Linked DNA regions of Dromaius novaehollandiae: region 1 is linked to region 2. Evidence: chromatin contacts called from public Hi-C data. All regions are on one chromosome and are shown on one strand. Each heading gives the region's core, a stretch centred on a gene start, on an enhancer-like site or on the middle of the called end of the contact. The rest is flanking DNA. Distances are from core to core; before and after follow the strand shown. Region 1 overlaps TGFBR3 (transforming growth factor beta receptor 3). Region 2 holds the start of TGFBR3 (transforming growth factor beta receptor 3).

What was found. Hi-C and Micro-C count contacts between places; a contact is called where the count stands out from the background.
Region 1: a Hi-C map of brain shows a contact between it and region 2, with 2.6 times the contacts expected there. The contact joins the enhancer-like site here to the promoter of TGFBR3 in region 2. A contact is called at or near these places in 2 of 4 Hi-C or Micro-C datasets (brain and liver).

What each region holds. Positions count from the first base shown.
Region 1 is chr8:23,396,235-23,399,796 of bDroNov1.hap1, reverse strand. All of the region lies in intron 16 of TGFBR3 (transforming growth factor beta receptor 3), which reads right to left. Among named protein-coding and RNA genes, the nearest start is that of CDC7, 79 kb to the left of the region's middle. Within about 2 kb of position 2,271, at least 2 of the 2 cell types and tissues checked have open chromatin away from gene starts, as enhancers often do.
Region 2 is chr8:23,273,526-23,277,118 of bDroNov1.hap1, reverse strand. It overlaps TGFBR3 (transforming growth factor beta receptor 3), which reads right to left and starts at 2,170. Exons shown (of 17, transcript XM_064515926.1): 1 at 1,885-2,170.

The sequences.
Region 1 (3,562 bases), core at 1,022-3,521, 120 kb before region 2:
ATAAAATTCATGTCTTGGGTGACAGATCTCAAACAGAATACTGTTAAAAATTTTACTAGACTTTGTCACCTTAGTGTTGCTATGCACATGGAGAAAACAATACTGTTTGCCTAATCGTTTTAAAAGCAGCTGGCAGAGACTGTCCAGATAGATACTATCCATCTTCTGTTGTCAGCTGTCCCTCAAATGGGTCCTGCTACATGACTCAGATCATTTTATTGCTTTTTGTTTTATGGAGAAAGGCCAACTTTTGTTTTAATACCAGTTCTTGGAGCAGCATGTTTACTAAAACTGAGAAGCTGGAGCTGAAGACAATGTTCTTCAGTCAGCTGGATCCCACATATCCGGACACATGACCAGTTTTCTTAGTGTAAAAAAAGAGGCTATCCTGCAAGTTTGACTTGATTTACTCTAAACATAACATGTAGAAAGTTCCCCTACAGTACCATAGTATTTGTAGCATTTATAATACATCGAACGATTCTCACCATTTCTTGTTAACTGTTTGCTGACAATAAATTACAAGCCCTTTGTTATTTGTATTGCCAAATCAAGCACTCAGAAGTTAAAAAAGCCAGGTTTATGACCCCTGATAAAACCTAGTTTTTGTCTGCTCTCTTCACATCCCTTCTAAATACGTGCCTAGGCTCTTATGGAAAAATCTAGCTCCTACTTGTATGTAAGCAAAGATCGCATCATAGTACGTATGCCCAAAAGATCATACTGAGGCCACATAGGAAACCATAAACGTGGCATTTTCTTAGTTTCAGTGCTCAAATCTGCAACCTTAATAACATTACAACATAGCCTCTTTAAAACAGAAGGACAAAACTAAGTTTATATAGCGTGCACCGTAGCTGCCCCCTCCCTTGAGATCATCATCAGAATATGAACCTGTGAACTCAGCACTGTAAGTAACCCAGAGAGAGACTAACTTCTACGTGAGCTACAGGACTAACTATGGCAGAGAGCAGCAACACAGCTGCTTTCCCAGTAAAGGAACAAGGAGAAAATGTTTTGCTAGATCATGGTCAGGAATGATTGAGAAAAATCAAAGGCTGGGAGATCTCCTTGTGAGTTTAGGCGGCGATGTATCTCCTGCTTCATGTGTTGCTCCCAGTCTGTGAGAGTAGCCGAAGAAAGGTACAGCCCAATTTTTCTTCCGTACTCAGGATTCGGTAAAGCTGCTGCTCAAGAGCGTTCACTCCAGTGGCAGGTTGATTGCTGGAAGCACATACTGTGCCCAGAGGGTTACACGGTGGGGACAAGCCATTTCCTCCCACAGGAGCTGCTCTGGTGCACTCGTGCCCTGTGTGCCGCTGCGCTGCCGGAGCGCTGAGCATTCCCGAGACCTCCTCTGGAATGCGAGTCACAGGGAGGAAGCGTGGATTTAACGCTTTGTATCTCAGGCCAAAGTCAACAGACTTTCACGGGATAAAGAAAAGGTACTTCTGCAGGCTGTTATGTATTCAAAAGTCTGCTGTAAACAAGGGAGGTCTCAGGATTTCTCACAGCAGAGGTTGCAAGTGTTGTTTGTAATGGAAACTGCCGGGTTCACTGCTGGCTCATGCTGCAATCACAGCTGTGAGCACATGTAAGGCCCCACAATACATAGCTTTCACCTTACATCCTACTGGTTTGGGAATGGGCAGGAAAGAAGGGATGGGGCAGGACAGAAGAAACACAAACTAAAACATTGCCAGGAGGCCAATGAGATGTTTAAAGGGAAGGTCAGAATCTGGCTCCTGAATTCAGCACTACGTTCAGCAGTTTACTTTTGTGAGCAATTCTGATTCTATTTTCCACAGTACAAGAAATAAGTGTACAGATATCCAATGAGTTGCAGGTTTCTAATTACATGTAACAGATCAGAATCTAGCCTCATTTATCTACAAAGAGCATGGGTTTAACTTTCATTGGAAACAGCTTTGTATCTCATCAGAATAAACTGCATCAAAACAGTGTCTTGTGTTACCATGCTGCCAAAGCTTTCATAAACCTAGCCTGGATATTTTCCCCTCCTAACTTGCTCCCCTGTCCACCAGCTGTTTGTGTACAGCAGGTCTCCCTTCCTTTTGTACTGAACAATAGGCAGTGACTAACAAACTCCCTTTCATTAAAACAAAATAAGCAAATAAACCAAAAAAAAAAACCCAGAAAACAACAAAACTGCTAATCCCTACCCCCAACAACATTAGAAAAAGCTGTTACCATTTGAATGTAGGAACTGCAGTTACTTGCATTCCCTCAGCAGGGCCCCTCAGCAGCCCTGCCAAGAGAACAGTTCTGCAGAATGTAGAACTGGCCCATATTCCCTGCTGTTAGCTCTTATTACAGTTTCACTGTCACCCATTTTACAAACCACATGATTACACATAGCTTTGTGTCAGCCACAGCATATCAATACAATCTGTATATATTTAACCATAAATTCATTTATAAGCTAAATACATGTTTTGTTTTGTTTTTTTTAAGTGACAAGCACAGCAACAGAGACTCCGTGCAAGCCAAAGAGCATTGTCTACTCCTCTCAGCTTTTCTTGTAAAGTGTCTTAGGAGGTATCTTCCCTTCAGTTTGGGGTGACAGCCCCTTCTCTCAGTGGCAACTCTCTGATGTAATTCAGTTTCCTCTCCTGTGCCTCACTTCTAGAATATTATCAGCATTTCTGATGTACCAGTCAGTTTGTGGAACAAAGATAAATTTTCACTGTGCTCAACAAAAGAATCCAAATAACAGTGAAATTATGCACACAGTCTAGTCTATTTGGACTGGCTGATTTTTACTACATCTTATTTCCTTATCACCTAGCTAATCTGTAAAAAAACCTTTTTTTTTTTTTTTTTTTTTTTTTTTAAAGAATATTCATGAAAAGTACTTAAGGAAATGCGGAGCAAATTATAGCTAAAGAGGCACCCCCATCTGCTTTCTTTGTGTAAACAGCTTCATGTATCTAATGTTACTGAACCAGAACTACTCAAAATGGACATGTCTCATCTATTGACAGTAAACAAGCTTTTACCCATCTGAATGTGACAACATGCACTTTATTATTCACACTTAGGAAAGCTGCCAGTTGTACTCCCTGTCCAGGAAGTCTGAATGTTTGCTTTTCTATCTCCATTTGCCAAATATAATTGGTTGCTATGTCAGTTTATTTTAAATCAGATCCCATAAAAAGGAGAAGTGGGGGAGGAAAGATGCTTTTAACTTCTCAATTTTGGAACATTTTATCCTGTTAACTTGGTACACTGTCTGAAGAAGAAAAGCCCTCTTTTAAGAGAGGGAGCTGACTGAATCTGTGCAACACAATGTTCAGCTTATATGGTTGGGGTAAGTTTACTTGCTAACTAATCAGACTGTGCATGTCCTTTCCTAAACATAGTCAGTTGTTCCCATTAAGAAAGACATGCATTCATAGATATTTACACAGTTAAATTCTGAAGGGTTTCCCCCACCCATGTACACTGCAAAAGTTTTGCTTCCTCTCAAGAGACCCAGGTAAATCTGGGTCATTGTAGCACATCTCCCCTATTTTCCCTTTTTCTTGGATCCTCTCCACAT
Region 2 (3,593 bases), core at 921-3,420:
GTAGAAGAGAAAAAATTTGAAGCGTCACTTTAAACTTAACAAGGTTGGATTACAGCAAACAATTGGGGGAAGCAAGTTTCAGAGTAAAGGACTCTTCACTGAAGGAAGCCAACAACCTGCCCCCATCACCAGCAGTCCCTTCCTCCCCCAGGTAGCGAGGGAGCCCTGGCTGCCACGGCTGGTACCTGCTCAGGTCCTACGTCCCAGCCAGAGAAGCTCCTCTGCGGCTAGAATTTGAACGCTGTGAACCTTCACAGGTTAAACTGCAGCTGTTCCAATGAATACGTATCTACCACTAACATTTTGCTAACACTCATGTTGGAAATACTCTGACAAGACACCTGTGCAGTTCTAATTAAAACCCAACGACCAGCTTGCAGTGTTCCTGGGATTCATGCAAAAACATGGAATACAGCGGAAATAAACTACTCCTGGCAAGAAGTGATAAACAAATAGACATACACCTTTGGAAAGAGCTGTGTTTATGTGCAGTCTTGAAGTCTTCCCCACGTGAGGCTCAGAGCGTGAAAGCGCTCCGGTTCAACATGAGCTTGAACCTAATGTGTCCCACAGGCTGTTGAAAACCAGGACACTCTCTCACTTCAGGTTCTCTCCCCAGAGGGGGTTTAATATCAGCCTGTTTGCCCTCATCCAAAAAAAAGTAAATAAGCATTTAGCTTGGTAAAAATACAGACCTGACCAGGTCACTGTCTTTCTTAAAACAACATTATGGCACTCATTCAGCCCAGTTTGATCTTTCTCCTCCAAACAATGCAAAATGTTATAAACCCTATTAAAATGTTTCTAATAGAACTTAACTGTATGGACCATCATGCATTTGAGAACAAAAAGATATGAGAGTAATTAAATTATAACAACAACTACTGCTTAATGGAACTGAGGTAAACAGATTGCATCTTGCTACATCCACGGCAAGTGGAAAAGGTGGAACCACGCACTCAGTTATACTTGAAATCCTCTCTTTTGAAAAAAAAAATCTTCTTCAATACTGTTTGTCTTCAATAACATAACTTTGGAATTACAAGTGCATCTGAAACTGGAAAGTTCAAAAAGTTACTGTATCCAGATCTGACTTTCATGCCGTTTTATTGTTATTGATAAGCAGGGCACACTCAAAAAGCTGCAGGGAATTGACTTCAGCACTTCCTTTGTAAAATATGCAAAGGTAAATCCCACAGGTCAACAGTTTCTCAGTGAAGCTGTCACGGAGTGACAGCACACTGGCCACTGCATTACCTCCACGTACACGGGCTTTACACGATGCCAGCGCACTAGTAAGTTCACTGGCCAGCCTCATCACGGGTACGATGGCCCTGATTTGCCCAGTGACAAACACCTGTGAAGGACTTCGCTTGCCTGGTGCAACCTCACACGGCTTCCTTGCACATATGGGCCTGACAAAAGTTAAGTACTTTCTTTATGACAGCTGTAGCTTTCCCCCCCCCGCCCCCCAAAAGCCTGCCTCCCAGGTCTCCGAGCAGCTTTCACGCACGAGCCTTCCAACCTGCCAGATTCGGGCTCCTCGGAGCCTGCGAGCCCTGACACACACGCGCCCCTCCGCACACGCGCTGGCAGACCTCCCCCGCGCTACCTGCGCGCAGCTCCCACGCCGCGAGCCCCGACCCGCTCCGCCGGGACGCCGCCCGGGCCGGGGCGCGGGCCCTCGGGGCGCCCGAGCCGCTGCTCGCCGCCCGGCACCGCGGACCCCGCCGGCCGCAGCGCGGAGCCCGGCAGCGCGGACGCCGCCCGCTGCGCTGCCGCGGGGGCCCGCGCCTGAGCCGCGCCGCGCAGGGGGGGCCGGGCCGGGCCGGCGGAGGGTCCGCACAGCCCCGCGGGGCCGGGGCGAGGTCCCGCCGCACCTACCTCTGCGCAGGGCTGTCCGCGCCGGGTCCCGCGGGGCAGCCACGCCACGGTGCCGCTACGCCATGGGCGCCGCGCTGCCGCACCGCACCGCACCACACCGGACGGGTCGGGTCGGGTCGGGCCGCGAGCGGTCGCCGAGGCCGGCCGCTACTGCCCGGCCCGCGGCGCGCGGGAGGAGGCGGCGGCAGCGGAGGAGGAGGAGGAGGAGGAGGAGGAGGAGGCGCGCAGCCGCCCGCCCGGCCCCCAGCCCGCGAGTAACCCCATGGCGCGGCAGCGCCGCGCACACGGCGGGGCGGGCGGGCGGGAGGCGGCGGGCGGCGCCGCGCCGCCATTGGGCGGGAGGCGGGGCCGGCGCCGGGACGGCCCCGCCGCTGGGCTCCTCCCGCCGCCGGCCGCCCCGCCCCGCCCCGCCCCGCCCCGCCCCGCCGGCCCCGCCCCGCCCCTGGTCCAGCGGGGCCGCGTAGGCGCTGCGGGGTGCTGCACATAACGTGCGGCGCTGCTGCGGCCGCTGCGCCGGGAGAGCGTTACCGTCAGGGCAGCTGGGCTGGCTAAAGACCCGCGGAACTGCGCTCCGGCCCCAGCGATGGCCATGAGCCGGTGCTCAGCGGGAGCGTGTGGACGGGGCAAGACCAGCTGTGGCACAGCTGTCCCCGAGCGCGGAGCTCGTGGGTGGGCTGTTACCCTCGGACAGGCCGATGCTAAGGCAGAAGATACTCGGAATGAGTTACAGTCAAACCAGTGCAGATGACTCTCTCTACAGTAAACAAAATAGTCCAAATCAGTTGATTTTGTTACTTTTGGTCTCTCTAGTAACCCAGCTCAGCAGTACTTACCCCCTTGAGCAAGGACGGTGGAAGAAGTAGCTTTTGAGTCAGTCTATTAAGACTACAAGGACAGGTTTGTGGAGCTGTACTGCTCTTATTCCCTATATATCCTGTGAAAGTAATAGCAATAGTTAGCATTTTGCAAACAAACAAATTTGAGATCCTGTTTTCCCTCTTCCACAGCAAAGCTCCCATCAAGGAGAGCAGAACTGAGCCCTAATCCTCCTCCTCCTACTACTACTAAATAAGAAATATTCTTGTATACCTATGGGGAACAAGCGGAGATAAAGAGAAATGAAGAAGAGTTTCAGAATGGTTCAACAAAAATTTACTAGTTTAATCTGCTTTCTTACTATGGGGCATTTGATTTTTAATGGTGCTGCATGACTTCATTAACAATCAGGGATGTGTGTCCCTGAATCTCAGTCCTGAGTTCCCACAGCTGCCTAAGAAAGAGGAGTGTTAAGAGAGGTCAGACACATTTTATTCGCTTGTGTCTTGAAATGCCAGGTTGCAACCTAAAATAATCTATTACCACCTATACTTAAGTTTGTTTTTTCCCTATCTGGATGAGTCTTATTCATGCAGTACTGTTGCATGTGCTATAAGTCAGTAAATGCCCTGATCTTATCAGGTGCTTGAGCACCCCTTTTTAGCAGCAATGCTGAGCACCTCAAAGACTAGACCTCAAATCTTTGACATTATCTCTACGTAAGAGACCTTTAGCAAGTAAATCCAATGGTTGCCATAATAAGAATTCAGTTTACATTAAATATTTCAGTGAACAGTCTTGCAGAACCTGCAGAAACAGGTAAATACAAGTTCAGGCTGCTTCTTAGCTGCCTAAACCCAGTTACACAATTTTTGGTTTATTTTTTAGTGTTT